Linked DNA regions of Mus musculus: all the other regions are linked to region 4. Evidence: chromatin contacts called from public promoter capture Hi-C data. All regions are on one chromosome and are shown on one strand. The core of a region is the stretch at or near the end of the contact, and the rest is flanking DNA. Distances in the headings are between cores, read along the strand shown.

Region 1 (6,418 bases), core at 3,484-5,983, 4.0 Mb before region 4:
GCTGATTGCTGTCAAATCCAAGAATGGAACTGACATTTTTGCCATCAAATTCTGGTACTTTGAAGCTGTATTCATTAGCTTTAAGGATGCTGTTGACTTGTGGAGGTGTGAGGTAAAATTTCTGCGGTGTAGAAGCGTATCTCCTTCCTTGAGTATACTGCCACCAGTTCTCCCGTGGCCTACAAAAGGTAGCATATGCAGGATGGGGTGTGTACCTCAGACGATTCTGAGGAATGTATGGTGGTGAACAGCAGAGATGTTTGTGGTGGCAGTAACATGCAGTGCCATAGATTCTGCTCAGTTCACAGTTACGGACGAGAGGAAAAAACAGTTGAGTTGGTGCTGGCATGGCATCAGAGAACAGTGGCAGACTGGACGTTCTGACTGGGATTCCTAGAGAGCAAATTAAGACAGACACACACACAAAGAAAAGTTATACTCTGTATTATCTGACAAGCTGTGCTTTATAGAAAACATTTCCTAAGGCAATTTACATAAAATCCCTATGCTAGGTTAATTTCTACAGGGTGTTTTATGGTAATTAAAATGTTCAACCATTCATGAAGTCAGGAATGAACTACAGTTAAATTTCTGTTTTCTCTTTCTTTTGTATTTCTATGTGCAGTACAAACTGTTCAGCATACACATCTATCTGGCTGGAGAACACAGATCAGGAAGTTATGTAACACTGTGCCGCAGCAGTCTACCTGCCCAATCACCATTCTCCCTCTCTATGCTTTTTCAAAGGGGCCTTAGATCTCCCATTTGCACAGTTACTTCTACTATTTATGAAGATCTGTTCCTTGACCTGTGGTCAATTGTTGACCTTTGATTACACATGGTATCACCAGAAGCACTGATAAATCCTCAACAAAGCCATGTTTATATCTTACTGGTAAATTATATAAATATACCACTGTGTTAATGCAAAGTTTATTTTAACTTCTAGAGAACATTTTCCACATAGTAAAACTGAAACAGAAATTCCCGCATTTCTGAACCTCAGTGGATGGATGTTCTTGTAAAGCTTCCTTCTCTATACCACTGTGCCAGCTTAGCAAGTTAAAGAAGGAGAGGTCTGCTCTTCGCCAAATGATCCTGGGAAAACACATTTCACCTCTCTGGGACCTTCCCCACTAAACTTAAGTGAATACATGCAAGCAGACTAACTCTAATGCCTCTTTAGAATTCATGCTTTTAATGTTTGAGATACTGAGGCTTTGAAATCAAATATAGGGTTTACTGATTCACTGCTGAATTTTGCTGCGCCATTTGTGATTGAAAAAAAAATCAAGTATTCTTGTAGCTATAAACCTGATTTTTGGAAACAAATGATTCCTGTTTCAGATGTTAACTAACCTGCTATTATTTCCCATGTTTAAATGTCATAATGCAAGCTACCGAAATATTATTTTATCTACTAGAGATCTCTATTCATTCCTTGGGAAATGTTTTCTCTTTTGGTTAAAAATAGATACCTACTTGTTATAGGAAAACAACAAAGAACCATAAATTAAGCGTGAGGTCTAGATTATAACAGAATAGCATTATAAGTATCCTTAAAACAGTATTTTACAATAGGCATTTATCTAGAAAATTTAGATGAGCATGTATCTCTATTGCAAATAATGTATACAAGAAAAAAAGAATCTTCAGTAACACATTTTCTCTGAATTCCTAAGATATTGTCTCATGCATTCATTTAAATTACAAGAAACACTTTAGAACTGTTTTAAATAAACAAAAAAGGAAAATGAAACAAATCTTCTTATCAACTATTTTTTTTTCAAAAGCAGAATCTACTAAGGATAGAATTTTAAGTATCTCAGTGTTAGTTTTATATTAAACAATTTTCTCGTACTTTTTGGTAGGCCATTCAGGAAGTAAAAAGAAAAAATGAGGGAAGAGAAAAAATCAAACACTGGAAATTGACAGATTTGTGTCTGCTTTTGTAGAGAGCACCAAATATACAAGTTGGACAGAATGTCTTTCGTATGTAGTAAAGTATTAGACTACCCAAGAAGAGATTTGTTTCTAAAGACAAAAGTACAAAATAGCAAGAACTAGAAATTTTGGAATTAGAGTCTATAAATAAGGCTTCTGAAATGAAAAAAAAATTCTAACAACAAAAAATTTACCAGGACTAACCACCTAAATAACAGTTCAAACTGAATACCTGAATGTCATCCAAAGGTTAAGGGTACATGTCTGAGCCAGGAGATGTGTACAAATATGCCAATCACACTAGCTTGTGGGTATAAACCCATACCTTTTTCATGCATGTATGCACAAAAAGCTGTTTTTATGCTGCAAATGTTATCATTAGAAACTAAAATGTAAGTGCAATTTTAATGGAAGTACATTTTTTTCAGACATCTGTAAGTTTGTATTACTTTAAAAACAATGTGAGAGTGGGGGTGATGGCAAAGGTCCAACCATTTAAAAACATCTACTCAAGGCATAAGAAGCCTAGGACCCTTTCCCTTTCCTTAAGTTCCCGTGTTTTGATAGATTTTCTGCTTTTAAAGTCGATTAAAAATGAGTGAAATCTGGTGACAAAGAGCTTCATGCAGCAGGTGCTCTGAATATTTAAATTCAAACACTACATCTTTTTTCTTCACAGCAAAAGTATTTGAGATTAAACGTCAAAATAACAGAGTACGCATGAGTTTTTTCAATTATTTTCTTTTCAGTTATTCAGAGCTTAGCATATGATTGCATTCCAATTCTTCATCTCTTAACATGCTTTCAAAAGGCATATTCTTAGGGAAGCTGAGTTCATGGAAACCTGCTCTATAACTAATAAGCATTCTACCAGGTCAGTACCAATTATATAGTATTTCCATCCGACCAGAGACAGCTACAAGTCAATACACTATTAAATGCTTCTGACATGATGTATAAGGAAGATGAAAATTCTTAATATCCTTCTAAACACCCTGTAATTCAACAAAAAAAAAAACAACACTCTGTGCTGATAAACTTGCTAAATTAACAAAATAGAAGCCTCCTGATTAGGCAATAAGAATTTCAAAGTAGCTGTTGGTTAACTTGAGCAATCTCACTTTCTTTTTATTTATTTATTTTTTAAAGTTCATACACCATCATGGCCCACACTTGGCAACATTGTACGTATCAGTCTTGGGCAGATTTGGCTGATGTTGCCAATGAGTAATAAAAAGGTGCGCGCGCCGGAACCAGAAACAGAAAGAGCCCCATCCATTCTTTGTGGTGTGCTGGGCAAAGCCTGTGTCAAGATTTTATTCCACTTAATCAATAAACCCATGGACCAAATCGATTAGAAAAATGCTACTGGTGCGCCTACTCTGGAGCTTCTCGGTCTTGCAAAGATTCTAACGCAAATGAAAATAAATACTACACTTTTCATTACACGTATCAGAACCTCCGTTTATGTAATCTGATTGCATTAAACGCCCTGCATTAAGATTTGTAATTTTTCAGCATTTTCTGGAAACGCCTAGCCATTTCACAGCTCAAGTTCAGTGTCTACAAGAATGAAGAAAAGCCATTATCCTTAAAACACAAAGAACCAAACCAGCACTTGTTTGGTCAGTTTCGTGTGTCCCAGAATATCACACTTAAGCTATCAAAAAATAAAAATAAAAATAAAATCTGGTCCAGAGCGCCTTTGTCTCCTTTTCCTTATCTCACCCTTTAATTCCATGAGGACCCCTAGAGCCATCCATTCATACACAAAATCAGTCACCATCCTTCCCTGGGTACCCAACACAGGTAGTTATGTGAATACCTACCAATTCGTCTGGGCCCGGGACACACACACATTCTCCTGTCATCACAACACGGAGCCGACAACATCCACAACCCGCGCGGACAGCAGCAGCGACAGCAGCAGCGGCCCATTGAAAGCAAAGCAGAGATGCTCATTAGAGGAGGCGGCGGCGGGGAGGCGGGAGCGGAGGAGGGGCGAGGTCTCGCAGCAGCCCAGTGAATGGGCTGGGAGGGGAGGAGAGAATGGAGGGGGGAGAAAGGGGAGGGGAGAAGAAGAAACCAAACAAACCCACCCGGCAGGCGAGGCGGCATCACAGCCCCCGGCGGGCAACTCCAGGAGCCCGGACAGGCGCACCGCCGCCGCTCCATGCAGCCAGCGCACCGAGCCCACAAGCACTCAGCATCTTCAGGCCCGCCCGGCCCCACGCCGCGCCCGCTTCCGCAGAGCTCCAGGCACAGCCCGCCGTGGGCAGCCGGCTCCGCCACGCGGGGCCAAGCGTGTCAGCGGGGAGCCGAGGCAGACACGCCCGGGCCACAGCGGGCGCCCCGCGCGCTGACAGCCGGGTGCCGCCCGGGACCCGCGGCAGCTCCTCGCGACCGAGGCTCCGCGCGCACCCGGCCCTCCACCCGCGGCCGCTCCCCACGCGCGCCCTCCACTTCACCGCCCTGACGCCCCCTCACGACTCGGCAGCGGTGGACGAGGATACCAACCGGGCACAGTCGAGCACCCGCTGCGGTCTGCCCCGGGTGGCGGCCGCACCCCTCCGTGCGCGTCCTTCCCTCACTCAGCACCACGCAGCACCCCGGCGCGCTGCAGCTCGGCCCAGGCCAGCCCACTCCGCGCCCCTGCCTCGCCCGGCCTCCACCCTGCCCCGCCCCCACAGGCGCTCTTGAGCTCTTCGCCTTCTGATTGGCTGCGCAATGGCGGGTGGGCGGGACCCGGAGGGCCAGAGGGGCGGGGGGCGGAAGAGGGCGCGCTCCCCGCCAGTTTTGTGACGTCACGGAGGTCAGACAATCCCTTCCATTTGGCGCGGCTAGCCTATTGGTTCCACGCGTGCGCGCGCCCCGTGACCACGCCCTGTTGCTGGTGAAGGTGGGTTTGCGCGTGCCGCGAGGTGGACAGCCTTGGTTGGGTTGCGTTTGGACTCCCAGATGGGGAAGCGCCTGGGCGGGATCCAGCATCCCTGAGCGCGTGGCGCTTTGGTAGCCAGTTGCTTCCTGGCGGGCGGGCTTTCGCGAATGCCTGGCACTTCTGCTGGGCCCCGCGTGCTGCTCTGGGCTGGCCTGAGAGCCAAGCCTCCTCTGCACTGGGCTGCCCCAGGTAGACCGCGGGAACAACACAATTGAGGCGTGGCAGAGCGTCTCGGCGGTGTCTCGCTTCATTCATTCAAGATCAAGTTGCTGATTTTAGGGTTATTAGGTCGGATTGATAGTCAATTATTTTTATGTCTCCGGGCTAGGAAGCTGTAAACAAAAGCAAAAGGAAGTTTGATGAAGGAATTCTTATCTTTGTAGATAAGAATAACACGAGTGCTCTTGTTCTTGGAAGGACTTTGAAATCAGCATTCCCTCCTTGGTCCCTGACTCATTCAGAGTTATGAATTTTAAAATGCAGCCAGTGAAAGTGGGAAGAGCACTGAACTTGGAGTCAGAAGAGCCTTTCAAGTTATTCCCAGTGACAAAAATCCATCTTCCTCCCATGAGACTCAGTTTGCCTATCTGTGGGGTGAGGTTAGGCTTAAGATGTGCTAAACAACACACTAAGGGTTCTTGCTGCCATCTGCGGTTGTCTCTTTATGGGACAGTGCCTTCTTCACTTACCTACATCCACATAGATGCCATCTTCATGACATGAAACTTTCTTGGGAGAAGCTATGCTTCTGCCCAGTGTTAATGAGTTTACGTTGATTTATTCTACACCTTATTAACTAATAAAGTTTACAAAGTAATTTGGACTAGATAGATGAACTCCCAAGTTTACTGTGAAATTTTATTAATCCTGAAGTATTTAAATTTTTATGTAATAAAGGAAAAACCTTATATAACCAAACCTGCAATTCATAATTCCCCAAATCTTTCAAGCTGCCTCTATTTCTAAACTGGAGAATTTGCTCATCCCCAGAAGAGGCTTACGGGCAGAGATGATTGGTGAGGGGGAAAATATAGGTACCTTTCCCCAACCAAGAACAAACAAGCCAAGATCCCCATCAGTCCCCTGCCTTCCCCTCTTGGAGAAGAGATACATTTATCCTCTCCTAACAACAATCAAGATTAGCCATTTCTACTTAGAGACAGTCCCAATATATCTGATGCAAGGGTTTAGTTTGGTGTGTACACAGTAAGGCAAGAGTGTATCCTCAGCGTTTTAGGGAGAATGCCATATTCCCGGACTTTGCCTATGCATAGTTGACTGTGTGTCTAATTAATGTCAGGTGCACTACAGACAGGAACCTGCACAGATGAAAACAGTGAATGCAGGCCCTAATCTACCAGGAAAAAGAAAAGCTCTCATATTACAACCCTTATCAACCAAATTTTCTTGAACTCTCGGAAAGGAAATCCCGAACAATAATTTCATCCCTCAGTACTCTTCGTGTAGCCTACTGTCAACCTATATCTTTTTCTAGTCTGTTATTGCTTCATTTCAATTAAGTTATTGTGTGATTTT
Region 2 (6,532 bases), core at 250-2,749, 3.7 Mb after region 4:
TAGCCTGCAAAGACAGAAGCTGCTAACCATTTGATCTACATATACCTCCAAATACCTCACTGTCATGCAGTTGATGCTTAATAATTGTGCAAGGATGTAACAGAAATTTCAGCCAACTCAAGAGATTACCATCTCTTTGAAGGCAAGAGACCTGATCAGCCATGCCCTGGGTTTCAAAAGTACAGTGTCTTAAAAGCAGCTCTACATTTTACGTGAAGAATTATTTGGAAATGTTAATAATCTATGTCTCAAAGAGCTAAGTCACATTTCTCAAGCATCTCAATTTCAACAGCTCCAACACTTGGACATTATCTTTGAATTTAAAATGTTAACTAGTTATTTAAAAAATGGTAATTTTCAGTCAGCTTAAGCACATAGTTTTATGGCTCAAGGAAGTTAGATAAATGAAAGAATGTCTTTTTTAAAAGGAGAGTTTTACTAGCAGTTACATACAGACTTGGTGAGACATGTTAAGTGGATTTATACATAAGCAAAAACTCTTACAGAAACCTACAGACAACTGTGAACAGGGTATTTCATCAGGGGTAAAAAAAACACCAAATGGGGAGTGGGAAGGTAACTCTGGCATTTTTTTCCATAACTCTAAGTAGCGGCATTTTAGGGGGAGGAATTCAATTTTATGCACACAAAAAGATGAAACATTAACAGGGAAAACACAGACATTTGTGAAATATTTTATGGTGGACGAGTAAAATATTTCAAAAGCATAATAGATACACCTTCTTTTTGGTAATAATGAAGAGGAATCGCTTAGAGCAAAAGAACTTACAACTCCAAACCGATGAGTAGAAAGCCATACAGCCCTAAGCCACAAACTGATCATTTAAGGACTGTAAAGGCTAAAGGCGACGGGCAAAGTACCAAATCCTAACAATACTACATTTTAAAAGAAGATTTAAAGGAAAAGGACCCAAATCACGAGATGAGGATTAGAAAATTTTGCAAGGTCACTTGAACCTACCAGGTCACCAAAGGTGGAGATTAAGATTGTTGGTGAGAGGAGGTGCGGAGTCAGTGAAAAAAAAAAAAAAGCTGAATGCTAAAAACGTGTCAGAAAAGGACGTTCTGAGGCTGGCGTCCCGGCTCGCGCCGGTGGGATCCGGGTGAAAGTCAGGGCAGCAGTTCTGAGGCGGGGAAGCTGGGACGCCAGCAAGCCGCCGGTCAGGAGGCTGAGCACTGCAGTCACCGAGCCACTTCGCCGGGCTCCGGTGTCACCCGCACAGGCCGGTGCCAGGGCCAGCTCGGGGCAAGCCCGGCGACCCCACCCCGGCGAACTCCGGCCCGGCCGCCCTCCAGAGCCCCGCTGTACTTACCCGCGCAAAGCTGCGGCTCCCGGGGCCCGCAGCCACCGCGGCGGCGCCTCCTCAGCCCTCCGCGCCCAAGATCGCCATCTCGCAGCAGGCGTCGGCCGGGCAGCTCAGGCCGCCCGCAGCCACTCGGATCCCGCACGCCAAGCGCGCCGACACCCGGCCCTCCCCCCACCCACCCCGGCCTACACCTCCCTTCCTCGGGAGCGCGCAGCGTGCTCGCGACTCCGCTGCCGCTGCCGCGCACGGGCGCGCCTCCCCGCCGGGGCCGCTCTGAGCCTCTGGTCCAGACCGGGAATCCAGCTGCCCTCGAGCATGCGCAGCGAGCGCGCGCCCAGCCCGCCTAGGGGCCACTCCGCTCCTCCGGGTCTTCCAGGCGGTCAGGCGGAGAGGCACGCCAACCAATAAGGGAGAGGAGGTGGAGCCAGAGCCGGAAAGGGGGCGGGGCAGCCGCCGGGAAGCCGGTGGTGACTTGTGAACAGCAGCTACCTGGTCTGTTCAGTCAGCTGCAGAGCTTCCTGCATAACCTCAGGGAAGACCCTCCAGGCACGTCCGTGCTTTCGCAGCCAAAGTAGGCTGCGAAGGAAAACCCCTTGACCTCGCTTTAATATTTGATTTAGGGTCCATTAGTAATGGTAGTCACACGAGACCATTGTGTTGGTAATGAAATTGTTCCTTTCTCTTGGCACCACAGTGGCCCAGGGACAAAGCTACTACTGATTGAGCAAGTGCATATATCCCTTTTCGTACAGTTAATGGACACAGTAATTCTGAAAGGTAGCTGTCTCTTGACTCTTTGACACAATGAGTCAACTGGTTTAGAAAAGAGCTGTTGGTAATTTACATTGCGAGAAAGGTCACACTGCAGTGTAATGACCACATTACTCACCATATGGCCCGCCATTCTACTTCAGAGAAAGAACAAAAGTTCTTCCAGAATAAATAGTACATTTAGCCAAACACCTCAGCTAGACCTCACAAATTAATTTAAACCCACCCCAGAGCCGACTAGTTCTCTTGTCAGAAAAGTTCACGAATCCTGGCTTCTTGTTGCCTGTGACACCTTTAACTTCACTACTCCATAGGTAACAAGTTCTCAGCCTAATCACCTTGTAACATTTCTGTTCTAAATATCTTGTTAACATTAAACCACCTTTCTGATTCACTCCGTTGTTGCTGCAACTTTTGAAGAAGAGAAAAAAGTAGTCTACCAAGAAGAACACTAAGGCTCCATGAGTATTTGTAGGACTCAGTAAATACCACTTGAATGAACAAACGTTCATTCTTTTCCACTCTGGTCCATTAGTTACTAGCCCCTAATTTTACATATAAGTTAGGGGCATATGCCTATGGTGCACAAAAATCTCTCAAAAATGTACATGACAATTTTACTTTTCTTCAACCTATTCCTCTTGCTGTGATAAATGACTGGTCCAAAACAACTTAAGGGAAATGGAGTTTACGCTGGCTCATACCTAGTGACCGGAGCTTGAAGCAGCTGGTCACAATAAACCAGAAGTGAGGAAATAGAGTGAGAGGCATGCTTATCATGCCTTTGTTGCATATAGCCCATGGAATGGCCCTGCCCACCTCAGTTACCAGAAGCAAGATAATCCTTTGAAGGCAATGTCAATAGGCCATCTCCCAGGTGATTCTAGATTCTGTCAAGTTTCCAGCGGACACCAAACATCATGTCACTCTAATGCTTAAGGTCATTGGGCACAGTAATAACCTGTCCACAGGTCTTATGACAACGTGCTTTTCAGAGCACCTTCAAGCTCATATGCTATTTGTAGTGCTAGGAGATTACTGAATGTGTCCACTTGGCTGTGTGTTTAAACTGTGTTGCCTTTACATTTCCTGGACCCTTTTTTCCCCCCTGTAAGATCTCTGTAAATAAATGTACTAGCTGCTTCAAAATGCTCTTCACAGGGGCCTGCCTTTCTCCAGAGCGTGTACAGACTTCTCCTTCTGCCTTCCTGTCTCAGTCTCTCACTCCTCCATTGGTTCAGACTTTCCCTAAGGCCCCAAGAGAAGCCCCTAGGTTCTCCTATGCCCTAAGTTGACGCCTAACATCAAATATGTGTTACTGTTGAATATTTTGTAGTTTCTAGTGAACACCGTTCTTTGTATCTTCTCATCAATCATTTCCCTTGTCCTTGTTTACTGTCTCATGTTAAACCTGCCAAGGTAATCACAGAGTGCGCGTTAAGTTTAGCCCCCCTGAAACACATGAACAAGGTGCCGTGCAGAGAGAGTGTAGGCTTAGGAGACACATTGCTGGGATCAAAGCACAGCTTGGCCACTGCAGACACAGTCTCACTTTCATGACCTTAGAAACTACCTATGAGGCCTCTCCTTTCATTTAAAAATCAAGCAAAGCCCACTGTAAACTGTATTTTAAGACTGCATTGATCCATGAAAAAAAATGTGTTGACATTATACTTTAAAATATTATATTCGATATTTACATTTTTTGTATCACTCTTCATAGGAATTAAGCTGCTTCTGTGGGCTCTGAAAGTATTGTGAGCCACAAGCATTGCACCTCTGTTGCCTAGTACATGATCCAGCCCAGGTGCCAGCACAAGCTATGAGTTACTTGATCTGATTATACCTAAGCTAGAAAACTGGTATAGTGATAACTACATGACATAGTAAAAAATAAGTGATTTGCTACAGGTACAATACTTACAGACATCTAACACATAGGCTAGTCTAAAAACTACTGCTGCTGAATATTACCAAGTTCCACACATCACGGCTTGAGATTACTGTGCAGGTGATCAAGGTAGAGTCCTTGTGAGCAAATATGTACTTATTATTGGTCCATAATTATCTGCTTTCTAACAGAACTATTCACTGTTTCTTCATGTAATGTAAATATTGATGAAGGTGAAACTTTTGTCTTTGCCATTTTGTTTCGTTTTGACTTTGTGAATTCATTTCATCTTAACAGCATATAATTTGTCTGTTTTCTAGTTGCTTAACGATTTACCTTTTCACTAAACAATAAGTTAGCATTTGTTTTAGAATAGTTCATAGTACTCTCCATTCTATTTGTCTAAAAACTTTTCTCTATCAGTAGTGGTCTTAAAAACTGTGCTCTCAAATTTGTAGATAGTTCTTTCCTCACAAACCAGAACCTAATGTGCTTCTAAGAGGGCCCACAGTGTGCAACTTGGTTCCAACATATGTAACAAAGCTGAATTGTTACTCCTGACATTGTATCATAAAAAGACATTATAAGTCCATGCCTCCATCCTCTCAAATCATTAACAGCTGCCAAGTGGCAAGAACATGCTTAAGCTTCCTATGAAGGACCACATTGTAAGAAACTATGCCATCTTGCCTGCGACCAAGAGGGACCCAGGGACCCCTACCAATTACCAACCACTTCAGTGACTCCAAGACTTCAGAGAATGTCATCTTGACCATGGCCTAACAGAGATATGAAACAAAAACCATTCAGTTAAGTCTTTCACATGCCTGACCCACAGAACCATGAATGGAATGGAATGGCTTTGTTATAGTTCAAAGCCACTAAATCATGGGATATAACTTCATATCCAGTAATAGAAAGCAAGTTCCCTAAACCAGTGGTTCTCAATCTGAGACAATTTTGCATTGCAGAGGAATTAAGTGATGTCTTAAAGTTGCCTCCCCACCCCACCCCTGTGTGTGTGTGTGTGTGTGTGTGTGTGTGTGTGTGTGTTCCTTTTATTAGGAAGTTGGTTTTGACTACTGTCTAGAGGATGGTGTTAAACATCCTTTATGCACAAGATAGCTTCCATGCCCCCATAAGAACCAATCAAAATTGTCCAGCACTGTACTAAAGTAACGTTACCCATTTTTCCTGTACTTGGCAGTGCCACACAAAACAACCTGCTGCTCCCTTCAGGTCCACACAAGTCAGAGAAATTAAGATGACAGCAGACTACTTGCCTCTGAGCAACTCTCTCCTACTTATTGTTAGGCAAGACATAGGGTATAAAGAATGTTAGACTTAAGAGTTGTTAAGAACCAGGCTTGGTGGTGCATACCTTTAATCCTAGCACTTGGGAGGTAGGGGCAGGTAGATCTCTGTGATTTTAAGGACAGCTGGGTCAAAATAGTGAGTTCTAAGACAGACAGTGCTACACCATGAGACAATGACACCCTGATTTAAATAAATAAATAAATAAATAAATAAATAAATAAATAAATAAATAAAAGTTAGGAATAAACTGAAGCAATTGTATCTTGGAAAACTGCATCTTATTCACATATCCGGGTTCTTCCATGAATCAGAATTAGTACACACACACACACACACACACACACATTAGAAAAGTGGTTCATACAATCCAGAAGCAGGAGAAAACGCCACCTTGTTCAATGAGAAAGAATCAGAAAGAAGTTTACACATCTCGCCTTTTCTGTCCTGTTGGCCTCTAGCCAAGGTTGGTGCTCTCTCACATTCAAACTAAGTTTTTCCCGCTATGCTTGAAACACCCTCATAGACAAACTCAAAAGGAATGATCATCCTGAGTTCCTCCTCCTGGTTCCTCTCCTTCCTTCTTACTCTTTTTCATATTTTTCTTTATTTTCCTGAGATTTTTGGGGTTTCCTGGAGACAGAAGTTTACGTAACCTAGATTAACCTTGAACTCTTTATGTAATTGAGGCTGGCCTTAAAACTCTCATCTTCCTTTCTCTATCTCCCAAATGTTAGGATTATAGGTGAGACTGAGCTCAGATACAGTTAGCTTTCTGCTATGGTCAAAGTACAAGTTGATTATATAAGTGTGAGAACAAAGAGAGCTTAGTTTAATTAGCCATCGGCAAGGCACCTGCACAGTAGATCAAGGGAATGCCAGTCAGTTAACAGTCAGCCAATAGTCTCAAGGTCAGCTGCTATGTTAGTCAGTGTTCTCTAGAGTAGCAGAATGAATCCCCTCATCCATCCATCCATTGAGAAAAAGAGAGAGAGAGAGAGAGAGAGAGAGAGAGAGAGAGAGAGAGAGAGAGAGAGAGAGAGAGAGAGAGGTGGGGATTTATTAGAATCACTTACAGGCTGTGGTCCAACTAATCTAGCAATGGCCAGCTATGAATGGAAAACTCAAGAATTCAGAGGTCTCTCAGTTCACAAGGCTGAATGTCTCACCTGGTCTTCAGTAGATGCTGGAATCCTGAAGAAGTGAACTCTAATGCCATGAAGGAATG
Region 3 (6,835 bases), core at 2,556-5,055, 3.6 Mb after region 4:
CCTGTGTCAGGCACTCTTCTGAGCTGCTGGGGAACAACACTGACATAAGGAAACTCTCACGTGAATGTGACTACAGGATAGAAAGGTGAACAAACGGAGTAGACTTAACAGCACCTCCCATCATAAGCAAGGCTGAGGAGACAAGCAGAGCAGAAGAGAAACACTGTAGGTGTTCCGCACTTTTAGGAATTGCAACAATTTCTTTTAACAATACCACCAGGAAACATTTGTTTAGATTTTCACTTCTTTTTAAAACATATGATCCCAAGCCAGGTGGTGGTGGCACAAGCCTTCAATCCCAGCACTCAGGAGGCATAGGCAAGACGATCTCTCAGGACTCCTCACAGGAGTTTGAGGGCAGCCCGGTCTACAGAGTTCCTGGGACTACACAGAGAAAGTCTTGTTTGAAAAAAAAAAAAAATCCCTATCTAGATGGAAATAAATTGCCACTCCTTCTCACATTTGCAAATAGGAATTTTACTGTAATATCATCTCAATGTTTAGAGGAACTGTAAAAGGAAAACTTCAGCCCTTTAAGTACCTGGGTGTGGTTACACATACTGATAATGCCAGCACTTGAGAGGCAGAGGGAGGAGGTGAATGCAATCCTTGCCTTTACAGCAAGTCTGGATGTTTCCCCCAGACTACACAAGAGTCTATATGAAAAAGGAAAGAGAGGGGAAGGTGGGGGGGGGAGGAACTGGGGAGAGGGGAGAGGAGAGAAGTGAAAGAGAGGAAGGGGGAGGCTGGACAGCGGAGGCACACAGCTTTAATTCCAACACTTAGGGGAGGCAGAGGATAGCTAGGGCTACACAGAAAAATCTTGTCTCAAATAAGTAAGAAAAAAATAAAAGAAAAAACAGAAAACAAGTTAATATGATGACACTATAAACCACACTATCCACATTGTTGCTTTGGTAATTTTTACAGGAAATAGACATAATATATCCATTTCATAAGATAGTGGTTTTACTAAACTGTGTAATATTTCCTTCTCATAGAGAAATTGTATTCATGTTCTATCTAATAGAAATTGGTATGATCGTAGTACTGTTAATTTTCATGTCTTTTTAAGGGTTATGATTCCTTTTAGCTGAGCTGTTATATTTTATTCTCTTTATGAGAATGAAAAGCCTCTCCAAAAAAAAATCTCTGTACCCTATTCCCAGCCTTTTTCAAATACATTTAAGCCAGTGTAGTATAACATAGCTACGCTATGGTTTAAATTTTGTTATCAGAATGTTATCAAAATGTGTATATAAGTTCCCTTCTTTATCAGTATGAAACTTAATGTTAAAAAGTTTATGATAAGTGGTCATTTAAGTTCTTTCTTGGCGACTCTTTTAACAAATCTTCTAGAGGTCTTCTACCTGGTTCATTTACACTTTAACCTAGGCAGCAGTATCTACAAAACAAATCAAGAACATTAAAACAAAACAAAACCACTTTAGAAGGAAGTTAGACTGTAACATAAAGGCCTCAGAAAGGACCTAACAGTGTAATGGATTCCTCAAGAGGCTGAGAACTAATGGAAGTGGTATTGATTCTTTCTAAAAGATCCACCAGCAAGATCAAACTTTGACAAAGAATTGTGCCTCATTTTGAATATTTAAAGGTCAAAATGTCATGAAATCATTTTTCACATCCAACATTATCTTTCTTAACTTATCTTTCACCGTTAGTGAAAGAAATTTTTGGAAAAGAGGTAGTTTAACAACTATAAATGGAATCTGAGGACAGCACCAAAAGACAGCAAGAAAGAAAACCCCACGAACCAAGGCATAAGAAGAGATGAGAGAGCACAGAGACAATATGAGCTGAGTGCTTGAGCAGATGCAGGTGCAGAAGAAATGTCACTGTAAAGAATGCTAAGAAATATTTTAATTAATTATTTGTTTATTTCAGTGTTGCAGGACTAAGCCCAAGGTCATCAGCTTGATAGACAAGTTCCCTTACACCAACCACGGTCACCAGCCCCATAAAATATCTTAATTTCCTTTGTTTGTTTGTTTGTTTGTTTTTGGTTTCCAACAGAGTTTCTGTATATAGCACTAGTTGTCCTGGAATTCCCTCTACATATCAGATTGGCCTCAAACTTAGAGACCTACCTGACCCTGCCTCCTGAGTGCTGGAATTAAGGCTTTATTTTATAGATCACTGTTTATAAATGTTCAAGTAAAATTAAAAGAGATGTCCAATTATCAACATGCCTTTGGAGGCAATGAATAATTTTGCTCCCCCAATTCTAGACGTCAGCTTTAGGGGATAGATCAGAGAAGAGATTCTGAAAGACAGTACTTCCTTCCCTTCCTGTGCCAGGCGTGTTTTAATCTAAAAACCAGAAATTCAGTTTTGTCTCATTAAGAGAGCTTCTGCATGGTCCAATCTTGGAGATGAGGCACTAGATTTTCAGGCTCGAGTGGGGTGCATTTTTCAACTCATCAGCCAAAAGGGGCCGCCTTTTAAAAAATATTCTCAAAACAGAGGGGGCAGGGTGAGGGGGAGTGTTGAAAAGCAGATAGATTCTGAGAATCCACTGTTGTCACTACAACTACCATCATCATTTATCTTATCGTTATTTATGTATCAGACACTTCGATGAGTGATCTACAAACATTTTATTTAGCCCTCACCACTCTGACACATCAGTGCTATATCCATTTTACAAATGTAGAAACACACCATAAAGGGTTGGGCATCCCACCCAAAGGTTAGACAGATAACAAAACCTCAGAACATACTTGAAACTAGACAGATAGTCACTGCCTTTCTTGTGAAATAAGATTCACTTACTTTTGTAAATCGTAAAGTATTAAAAAAAAAGTACAGACCACAATCGAAACCTAATGCTACCACTTTCAGAGGTGCCAAGTTTCATAAATTAATTCCAGTTTCCTGAGGAGTGAAAAAGATAATAGTCGCATTTATGCTTGTTGTGAGCTAACTATATATAAAAATGGTCTTAACACAGAGGTTGTGGGTCACTGCAAACCACTGGTTATTTTAATCCTACTTCACCCTCTGATTATTGGCGGCCACAAACACAACAGAAAGAAACAAAAGCTGATCGCAGTCAAGTGCATTAGCGCCAACACTAACGGTCACTATGCTCTCAAGTTTCTGACTGCAAAACAAGTAAGTGGCACTGCCCTTCCTTCGCGTCGCGTGTGCAGTGAGCCCAAAGCCCTGGACACAGGTGCAGGAGCTTGCTAGGACTTCACCCAGGCCCAGCTTTGCACCGAATTCAGTAGCACCTTTTCCCTCAGCACGCAGCCTTTCCTCCACCGTTCCCCCACACGACCGGTTCGTCTGGTTCACCAATCTTTCCCCGCTGAGCGGGACCGAGATTTCGGGGCTGTAACCCTTCGCCCCACCCTGCCCTTCCACTCGAGGCCCGCGGATCCCCGGCAGGGTTCTTCAGGTGCGCGAGCCGCAGGCCCAGGAGGCGCTCGCGGCCCCCAGGCTGACCCCCAGCCCCGGACTTCCACGGGCCGCGGACCCAGCACGCGACACTCGGGAGTCCCCAGAGTGGGCACCGGAAACCCACGGAGCACTTCCAGCGCCCGGGGCCCGGAGGGACGGGCCATGGAAGCCTGAGGGCCCTAAGTCTTCCCGCCCGGGACCGGCCCGCTTCCCGGGAGGCTGCAGGCTTGGGCTGGGACACACGGCTCCGGAGCTGGGAAAAGTCACGCACTCACGTGCTATATCGCCGCAGAAGTCGAGTGAGGGTGGAGAGCCAGCGAGGAGCACCGCAAGGCGGCAGGACCGCAGGGGCTTTACTGGAACCTGAGGGCTGGACCGCGGAGGGGCGGGGCTCGTGGGCGGAGTCCCGGAGCGGAGGGGCGAGGGCGGAGCTTGTGGGCGGGACCAAGGTGAAGTTTTGCTTTTGATAGGGAGCTTGCTGCCCAACCCATTTCAACCCATTTTCACTCCCAGTTTTCTTTGCTGCGCCTCAACCCGCTGACCTTTTAAAGAATTCTTACAAAACCCGTAATTGACTTTAGGCAGTAAAATATCTGATCTGGTCTGGGGGGGAGGGGGGGGGGGCTCGGAAGTGAAGAGCACTTGTTGCTCTTGCAGAGTTCCCGGTTTGTAGCTCACAAACATCTAGCACATTCCAGAGGATCTGGCATTCTCTTCTGATCTCCCCAAGGCAGCAGGCAGGTGTGTGTGTATGTGTGTGTGTGTGTGTGTGTGTGTGTGTGTGTGTGTGTGTACAAACATGCAAGCAAAACATTCATACATGCAAAGCAAAACAAATAAACCTTAAAAAAATAAAGAAAGAAAACAGATCTGGACAAGGAAATAGTGTGAAATGCCAGCTCTTAAGCATCCTTCTGTAGAGCGTACACCTTCCCAGAGTAATTTTACATGCTTATTTTATTTAATATATATTTATTTTATTTGGTCGTCACAAAAGCTTTGTTATGTGTTTAGCGCCACGTGCCTTTTCATAAGAATGGTGCAAGAAAATACTGTGAAATGTGGTAGGTAAACAGTTGTTCAATTTGCCTAAAGTCATCAGATTATGCTAATCTCAAAATGCCTATGGTGATGGGTACTCAAAGTCACATCCTTCTATTGAATGAAAATTTAAAATATCTGCTGGAAAAAAATGGGATAAAAATCAACAAAGACAAACGAACAGTATTACAAAAGTTACTTCACTTACATTGGTGAGGGGAAAAAGGCGGGGGGGGGGGGGGACACTCAATAGAAAGGACTAAAGAATGGAATGTGATATGTAAGCTTCCAGAGGAGAAAGGTCATCTCAGTCTTACCCAGCAGTGAACCCTAGAGCGCCAGTGATGAGCAGCCTGGAAAGACATGCCCTTTGTGCAATAGTGGCAGGAATATCATGGAAATAACTCACCACTTTCTGATTGGATTTAAGTTCCACTCCACTCCACAAAATGAAATCCATACCTGGCACTATTATCGAGGCAAAAACAACAGCTAGGCAGGTCACAGACCCAGGGGAGAATCTACTATAAATATTCTGCTCAATGGACAGAGTATCAAGTCAGCTCCTAATGGCTTTTCGTTAAACTCATAGATTAATGCACCTCTCCGCTCTCATCAGAGCAGCTTCTGTTTGCAGCCGTGGTGAACAGAGTCCCGCAAATGTCCAAGGCACAGAGGGTGAGACTAAGGAAAGCATACCCCTAAATGGGATAGTTGCATCATGCCCCCTCCTTCCAAGACCCAGCAGTGATCATTAAAGAAGACAGAAAGCAAAGAATGTAAGAGCTAGAGTCTTCTGGGCAGTTTTAAATGTGAGCTCACTGCAACTTTGACAGCCTGGAATGACCTGCAAAAGCTCAGGTTGGACAAATTCTCAGCATGGAGAGGGGCAATAGGTATAAAGTCTCACTCTTAGCTGTATATTAGTAATGTAGTAGCAACTGAAAACTGCTGGGAGAAAGTGAGTTTGTTTCCTTCAAGAGATTGCCTCTCGTAGGTCAACCATGCTCACCTTTAGTCTACTTTGGACATAGAAGGATCCAAAATAAGATGTAAATTAGATATGACCTAGTCATATAAAGCAAACATTCAAAATCCTTACAGTGGGAAGAGAAACTGCACTGCTAGCCACCTAACTTATCATTGTCCCTTACCTTTTACTTCCTCTTCCCTAATGGTCATAGATTTCCATCTACTTTTCCAGAGCAAAAATTTGCATGTTTATTTTACTCTACACAAAATGCTGTGTCCCTAACACCCCTCATGACTCGCTTCTTTGGGTATTAACTCAAAAGTTCTGAGTGAAGCCTTCTCTGGCCATTATCCAGGTTAGGATTGCAATGTTTGGCTGAGGTCATAGTTCAGTTATAAAGTACTAAATGCCTAGCACAAACAAGGCTCTGTGTTCAGTACTGGACATTGAAAGGGGGGAAAATTAAAATAGAATTGCAAACATTTACAGAAATACATCTGTAGCCCTTTCTCCTTCACCTTCCTAGCTGGCATTTTGCACCATCTATCAGTACATATACTTAAGTATCTTACAAGTGTTTCTACTTTTCTGATTACTAGAAGGTAGAAGGTATATTATATTTAAAAAAGGGAGGGGGCATGGTGCTGCTAGGTGTGAGTGGAGAAGGCCCACTGTAACTATGAGGGAGAGCATAGTAGGATGCATAGTAGGGTAGGGGGGAGGGTATGCCAGCCAGGATGGCCTGTAATAGGTAGTTGCTGAGAACCTGGCTACCAGCATCTGCTCTGATATGTTAAATGGGCATCTCAGTTAGCCATTTGTCTAGGGTTTGAGATCTACCATTACATATACACAATACACATTTATTGAATGAATGGAAAAAGTATAAAAAAATTTAACCCTAGTATAATTGAAAAAAATCAGTCATTGAGATTATAGCATAATGAAGGCATATGTTACTAGTTCCTCCAAAATATAGTCCAAACCATTGCAAAAGTCAAATTATGAATTAATAAATGGAAATATATTTAGGAGGAATAAGGAGAAGTTTCTTTGAGGAAGTGACACACTGATAATGGAAAGATAAATTGAAATGAGCCAGGTAAGAAATATGAACTCATATGAGGAAAGGAAGATGGCATCTGATAGTATAATATGAAGGAATAGTGGCAGAGAAAATATCATGTAAGGAAGCCTTTGGCCCATTGTAGGGTAAGAAAAGGCAGTGGACCTGAGTGAGATAGACACATATGGTATGTGGGGAGGGGGAGAGGAGTCAGGGAATGAACCACAAGACTCGGGAAAGATAGCAGATAGTATAGTCTGTTTGCCAGGCTCTTCCTTTTATTTACTTTTCTAACAGGGTTAGGGATCAAACCCAAGGCCTTTTACATACTA
Region 4 (6,667 bases), core at 1,978-4,477:
AATGCTCTACCCTAGGACAGTACAAAGTTACATTAAGTATACAATACACTACCACAGAATAGTACAAAGTTGTTAAGAGACACCAACCTTTCCTAGCTCTTAAAACAAAACAAAACCAAAAATCTGCCTTAATAGCAACTAGTACTATTAGATTTCTATTTGTTTTGTTTTGCTTTGTTTTTAAGATGGAATATTTTATTTAAAGCCCATCAGTGAAATGGACAGCTTGTATCTATGACAAATTATTCATGTTTAAAGTCAGTAACTGTATGCCCAGACTACAACGTTCTGAGTTGAAGCAGAATAAACTTCCTTGTAAAAGTTGCACCTTTGTGAAATTTAATTTAGTATTCAGCTTCTTCCTCACCCTCTCTCCTCAACAGAATCCACACCAATTTCCTCATAATCCTTCTCTAGGGCAGCCATATCCCCATGGGCCTCTGAGAACTCCCCCTCCTCCATGCCCTCACCAACATAACACTACATGAAGGCATGCTCTGCATTCGCAAGATCAAACTTGTGATCTAGGCAAGCCCAGGCCTCAGCAATGGTTGTGGTGTTGCTAAGCATACACACAGCTCTGTTGGCCAGATACACTGTGGGAGGCTGGTAACTAATGCCAATCTTAAAAGTGAGTGGGGCACAAGTCCACAAACTGGATGGTACACTTGGTCTTAATGGTAATGGCAGCACTGACATCTTTGGGAGCCACATCTCTGCCGTACAGTAGGCCATGTATTTACGACGCCAACGGATCACTATCTAGTTGGCTGACTAAAAGCAGACATTGGTCATCTCTGCTATAAAGTTCCTCGTAGTAGGCTTTCTAAGCAAAAATGGCAGGAGCATAGTGGCCAGAGGACGTAGATTCTAGGACAGGGCACAAGATTGGTCTGGGATTCTGTCAGGTCAACATTCAAGGTCCCATCAAATCTGAGGGAAGCAGTGACAGAAGACAGTCTGACCTATCATCCTATTTAAGTTAGTGTAAATTGGGTGTTCAATGTTGAGATTTCTATAACAGATGTCACAGATGGCCCCATTATCTACCACGAAGGTACAATCAGAGTGCTCCATCCAGGGTGGTATGGATGGTGAGGATGGAATTGTAGGGCTCAACTACAGCAGTGGAAACTTTGGGGGGTTGAGTAATGTAGAACTCCAGCTTCAACTTCTTTTCATAACCAATAGAGAGCCACTCCATCAGCAGGGAGATGAATTCACAGCCTGATCCCCTGCCAAAGCCATGGAAAAAGGAGAAACCCTGAAGCTCTGTACACTGGTCAGCCAGTTTGAGAGTCCTGTCAAGACAAGGTTAATGATATCCTTGCCAATGGTGTAGTTGCCAGGGGCACAGTTATAGGCAGCATCTTCCTTGCCTGTGATGAGCTGAGCTGCTCAGGGTAGAAAAGCTGGCAGTAGGTACCAGTGCGCAATTCATCAATAGCTATGCATTCCAGGTCTACGATCACTGCCCAGGGCACATGCTTGCTAGTGCCTGTCTCACTGAAGGAGATCCTCAAAGAGTCATCTCTTCCCCAATGATCATGTCACTTGGCATGTGGCCATCAGGTTAGATGCCATTTTCCTAGCAGTAGAGCTGCCAGTAGGCATTTCCCATCTGGACATCAGCCTGGCCAACATTTATGGAGATGCACTCACACATGGATGCTACTTGAGGCTGCTGAATGAATGGGGGAAGACAAGGAAGCAGTACTTCTTATAGCTTGACTCTTAAAAGGTCTCTAATGATACATTTAACTATAATAATGTAGCAAACACGGTTTCTTCTCTCCCAACACTAAACTGTAGCAAACACTTTTCACTCCCTCCCCTAAATTTCTCTGCACAGAGATAAGAGGATGGATGGTATTTACCACATAGCCTCAGAGTAAGAATTCCAAGCTCTCCCCTTACCGCTCAACAGTACCCCAAAGGTGTCAGGAGACTTTCAGAGGGTTATTTTCTAAAAGAAATGTAGCTCCCCAAGAGGCTTCAAATTTTCACTCCAGCCTGCTTTTTACAATACTCAAAGTGGACGATGTGTACATACACAACAATCTGTCTAGAACATAGAATCCAGCAGTCTTTGGCATAAAACTTTTCTAGATCTAGAATTTAAAGTCTCCTTACAAACTCAGGAGGTTGGGCAGACCTAGGTCGTTGCTATTACAGCAGGAGTCTGATTTCTCTGCACCTCACATTCTTTTTTAACCTCTTCTGTGAAGGTTATTAAATACACACGACATTTATCTATATCACATAAAATAAGCTCTGTGATTTGTATTGATGACAGTCACAAATACTGTGACTTGTGGCTCACATTAGTAAAGAAAGCAATGTTAGTATTTTTAGAAATGATATTAATATCCTTTCCACCCAAGTTAATGTTTCACCTAAATTCTATGAGCCTCTATTAAACAAGTCTTTATCAGTTTATTCTGTAACATTCACACATGTAAAGCCAGTTCCCAGAGTCCTTACTAAACGTAACATTTCATCCCATCCAGTTTCTTGTACTTTTGATCTTATTCTGTAATTCCCCGAAGTGTTGGTCAATTGTTCTGAATCTAGAACATACGTTCATTCATCTTTGAAACTATTGTTTTTCTCACCGTAAGAAACTTTCATCATAATTTGAGTATAAAACTGCCACTTCCTAAATTTCTCCATTCTAACATGGCTTTACATCACTCATACCTTAGTAAGTCACGACCCACTGTCACTACATGACACATTCTTCTCCACTTCCCTTCAAGCCAGTAACTTATGTTATTAGATTTTTAAAAGATCAAAAATTCAAAGGAGGCTCTTCACAGATTTTCAAATTTACCATTTACATGTAACCGACTCACCGCCGGCCTAGCCACTCTCGCCGTCCTGTGACCCGCGCGGTCCAGGAACAAGAAGAGGGGACAAGAAAAGAGCGGGGTCCACGGAGCTCCGAGCAGCGCCGGCCCAGCGGGCGGCGGCCGAGGAGCACACGCTGCAGAGCCAGCTCCGACCCATCCCGGGGGGAAAGTCACCTGAAATGACCGGCCAGGGAGCAGCGGCAGCACCACACAGGCATGGAGAGCGGCTGCCGTCCTCCGGGAGGGCCGACCGCGGGCTGGTCCCGGCGCGCGCTCTGCCTGCACCGCGGCTCACAGGCGCGGGAGTCTGTCCCCGGCCAGCGGCTTCCGCTCCTCCCCGCCGGCGGCAGGGCGGCGCAGCGAGTGATGAGCGCCGCGCTGGGGGCGGGACCGGGCGCTGCGACGGCGACGCGCGGCTCCGCCCACCAGGTGCGGCGCGTGGACGAGGCCGCCGATTGGTGGAGTCGCGGCGAGGGGCGGGTCCACGGAGAGGGATGCGCAGGGCCGCGGCGCTGCGGTCCGGGTCCTCACGAGGCCTAGGCTCGGGGCTCGGGGTGCGTTCTCGGTGCCCGCTCTTGGGATTGCGGAGCAGAAGAGGGGAGGCTTCTACCTCAGGCCTGCGGGTCTCAGGGAAGTCCGGCCGCGAGAACCTACCTGAGCTCACGTCCTCGCACTGTCTCGGGTGCATCTGGCCTCGGCCCCCGCATCGCGGCCACCCAAAGACTCCCACAAACCTTAGGTGCTCCGGCCGCTCGCCTGGCGCTCCCCCTGGCCATGTTCAGCCTCCCTTCTTAAAGAGCGCCGCTCCACCATTCCCCGGACTGGGCAAGGCCTCACTCAGCCATGCAGAGACTAGTGGGGAAAGGGGCTGGGCCAGAAAAGATGTTTTGAGTCTCTCCAGGTGTCTTTGAGTCAGCACAGGGAGTGCATCCAACTTGGTATTTATCCAAAGTTAAAAGGTGAGGGTGGACACTGTCAGAGCGATTAATCACCTTAATTAATTAATTAATCTGCTCCGACAACGCCTTCACCCATCTCCGTTATTGGGGGGCGGAGGGGAGCAGTTAAAACACTTGTATGTTTATGTCTTTAAAAGAAATTCTCTTTAAGAATGTTGGTTGGAGTCTGCATTTTTTAAAAGAACTCATCCTGGCAGAACATTGGCCCATGCCTTAATTTCAGCCCTGGGAAAGCAGAGGCAGGTGGATCTCCATGAGTTCAAGTCTAGTTTGATCTACATAGGACAGCCAGGACTTTGTAGAGAGACCCTGTCTCAAAAAGAAAGAACTCAGCGTGCCTCCAGGATTCCATATCTAAAAGGTGTATTCACCGGATTTTAAAAATTGTTTTTCTCCTCTTTGAAAATAATGGCAGTATGAGCTCATTTTACGTTTAATGTGTTAACAGTTGTGAAGGAGAAAGGGAAGAAGAAGCTGCGTCTGCCGAGACATTGACTAGAACTGCATTATAGTGGGAAGCTTGGATTGCTGCAGGTCCATCCAGAGGCTAATTACCTTATCTAGGCTAGATCTAGCACTGCAGAACACTAGCTATTTGTCCAACTCTATGTGTGAACTAACGTCTTGTGACTAGAAGATTAAAAACTTTTTGGAATCTATTGACTAAACAGGCCACTAGCTTCCACCAACCAAAAGCTAAGAATGCAATAAGATAACACCCTGAGACTATAGTAACACTTCCCTCATCTTGCTGTACCTGTCTCTCTGGCGTGCTTTAATAAACTATAACAATGGATTTTACACTTACCTTGATTTCTTGTTCTGTGAAACTTCACAGAACTGCTTCCAGTTGGAACATGGAATTTGGGGTAGTTAAAATTGTTCCTGGCCTATAGCCACTAAAAATGGCTCCAGAATAATGTCTTCTTATTCTGTCTAAGAGGAAAGCTGTGGTTTTTTGCAATGTGATGTATAAGACTATGCTTTTTCTAATATTTATACCACTATCCCTTTATACATCTTTTCCCATTAGGTCTTTGTTTTAATTTGTAGGGAATTTTTTCATTTATATTGTTTTTTCAATGGTTGCAGAACAAAAACACCAGATTTCAAATTTACATTGGTTTGTATTTAATGTATTTTGAACAATTATTTTTGGTCTCTCGTGTACCGGGTGTGAGGGGCAGAAATGAGTACATGAGTGCAGATACATACAGAAACCACAGAGGTTATGGGGCAGAAATGAGTGTGTGAGTGCAGATACATACAGAAACCACAGAGGTTATAGAAGAATCCTGGAACAGAAGTTAGAGGCAGTTGGGAGCTCCCCAGTCTCTGTTCCTGGAACCCAACTCTGGCTTTCTGCAAAGCAATTATGTTCTTAATAGTTGAGCTCTCTCTCCAGCCCCTAATGGTTTGAATGTGTCAGAGCTGTAAGAAAACAAATTCCTAGTGTTTAAGCTTTCTGATCTGTAGTCTGGCAGTACAGCAGCCTGAGCCAAGATAGTGTATTTTCCCATTTTCTACAAACAAGTTTTTTAATCATTCAAAACAAACAGTTGCATTTTATATCATCTGGGCAAACCTAGTAATGATCATGCTATAAAAGCCAATAATTTGGTCATATAATACTCAGAACATTCCAGAGGAGAGTCTAGAAATGGTATTATTTTATAGTTTGAAGGTAGAAACCCTTTCAGATTTTTTAATCATCAAGATCATTGCTCTTTTGGTTCCATAAGCAGCTGTGCCTATCTCTGATGAAGCTAAAATTCTCTTCAGTTTTGGCCCTAGACAGGAAGTACTGTGTGGTCACTTCAATGATCACATACAAAACTGGGGGTGGAAGCTCTATTAAAGACTTCAGGTGAATATGAACTAGCCAGTATCCCCAGAGCTCGTGTCTCTAGCTGCATATGTAGCAGAAGATGGCCTAGTCGGCTGTCATTGGGAAGAGAGGTCCCTTGGTCTTGCAAACTTTATATGCCCCAGTACAGGGGAACGCCAGGGCCAAGAAGTGGGAGTGGGTGGGTAGGGGAGCAGGGCGAGGGGAGGGTATAGGGAACTTTCAGAATAGCATTTGAAATGTAAATGAAGAAAATATCTAATAAAAATTTGAAAAAAAAAGACTTCAGGTGAACAAAACTTCAGGTTTGTTTAAGGGACAGAAATCTAACAAAGAGGCTTCCCTCTTAAGTAAACCTTTTAAAGTTTTTGTTAATAGTACAACAATCCAGTTCAGCTGCAGAGAATTTACAGAAAAAGATCAAAATAACTTCATACATCATATTTTATAAGGGTTAGAATAAGAGAGCAAAAGAAGCCTAATGAGGGGTGAGATTCAGAAAAACTACCAAGCCACACAGTAAGATTCCATCGCTGTCTGAACAGAAAGCTGTGTGCCTACTTAGAAAGCTGCACCTGCACTCAGGCTACAGCTATGTCTGACATGCAGGATTTTAATGTGTTTTTTGTTTTCTCTGCTACAAAGTTGGTTTAGGAGGTCAGAACTTTGTTTCTTTGTTCAGTGTTACATAGCAGAATTTGGCTTGTGGTAAACTACACAGGTAACACCCAAGTTAACTCAACAGGGCTAAAGTTGGCTGTGTCTTGAACGAAATGGAAGGAATGAGCCAATTTAGAAGAGACATGTTTTACATGTCTTACATGTTTTATAGCTTATAAACTCAATATGTGGGCATCATTTGCAGTATTATAAGATTAGAGAAAAAACAAAAATTGAGGCACCTCATGTGACAAAATTTTTAAAATAAATTTTAGAAAATGAGAATAGAAGATGTTGGAAGAAATGCATAATAAGAAAGAGTAGGAGTAGCAGGGGGTGGTGGAGCACAC

Evidence for each region. Promoter capture Hi-C pulls out the DNA fragments that hold promoters and counts their contacts.
Region 1: a contact with region 4 is called in a promoter capture Hi-C map of pre-B cells, with 3 times the contacts expected there. The contact joins the promoter of 1700123M08Rik here to the promoter of Osgin2 in region 4. A contact is called at or near these places in 1 of 39 promoter capture datasets (pre-B cells) and 1 of 484 Hi-C or Micro-C datasets (CD4 T cells).
Region 2: a contact with region 4 is called in a promoter capture Hi-C map of pre-B cells. The contact joins the promoter of Wwp1 here to the promoter of Osgin2 in region 4. A contact is called at or near these places in 2 of 39 promoter capture datasets (cranial neural crest and pre-B cells) and 1 of 484 Hi-C or Micro-C datasets (CD4 T cells).
Region 3: a promoter capture Hi-C map of pre-B cells shows a contact between it and region 4. The contact joins the promoter of Cpne3 here to the promoter of Osgin2 in region 4. A contact is called at or near these places in 6 of 39 promoter capture datasets (the C10 cell line, cranial neural crest, frontonasal cranial neural crest and 3 more) and 2 of 484 Hi-C or Micro-C datasets (CD4 T cells and uterus).

Annotation. Positions count from the first base shown.
Region 1 is chr4:11,961,841-11,968,258 of GRCm38.p6, forward strand. 1700123M08Rik (RIKEN cDNA 1700123M08 gene) reads left to right here and starts at 4,734. Exons shown (of 5, transcript NR_040577.1): 1 at 4,734-4,843. It overlaps Pdp1 (pyruvate dehyrogenase phosphatase catalytic subunit 1), which reads right to left and starts at 4,610. Exons shown (of 3, transcript NM_001098230.1): 1 at 4,462-4,610; 2 at 3,774-3,808; 3 at 1-393. The coding sequence starts at 3,804.
Region 2 is chr4:19,707,505-19,714,036 of GRCm38.p6, forward strand. It overlaps Wwp1 (WW domain containing E3 ubiquitin protein ligase 1), which reads right to left and starts at 1,500. Exons shown (of 25, transcript NM_177327.5): 1 at 1,335-1,500.
Region 3 is chr4:19,566,303-19,573,137 of GRCm38.p6, forward strand. Cpne3 (copine III) reads right to left here and starts at 3,806. Exons shown (of 16, transcript NM_027769.3): 1 at 3,699-3,806.
Region 4 is chr4:16,010,661-16,017,327 of GRCm38.p6, forward strand. It overlaps Osgin2 (oxidative stress induced growth inhibitor family member 2), which reads right to left and starts at 3,228. Exons shown (of 6, transcript NM_145950.5): 1 at 3,027-3,228. The coding sequence starts at 3,070.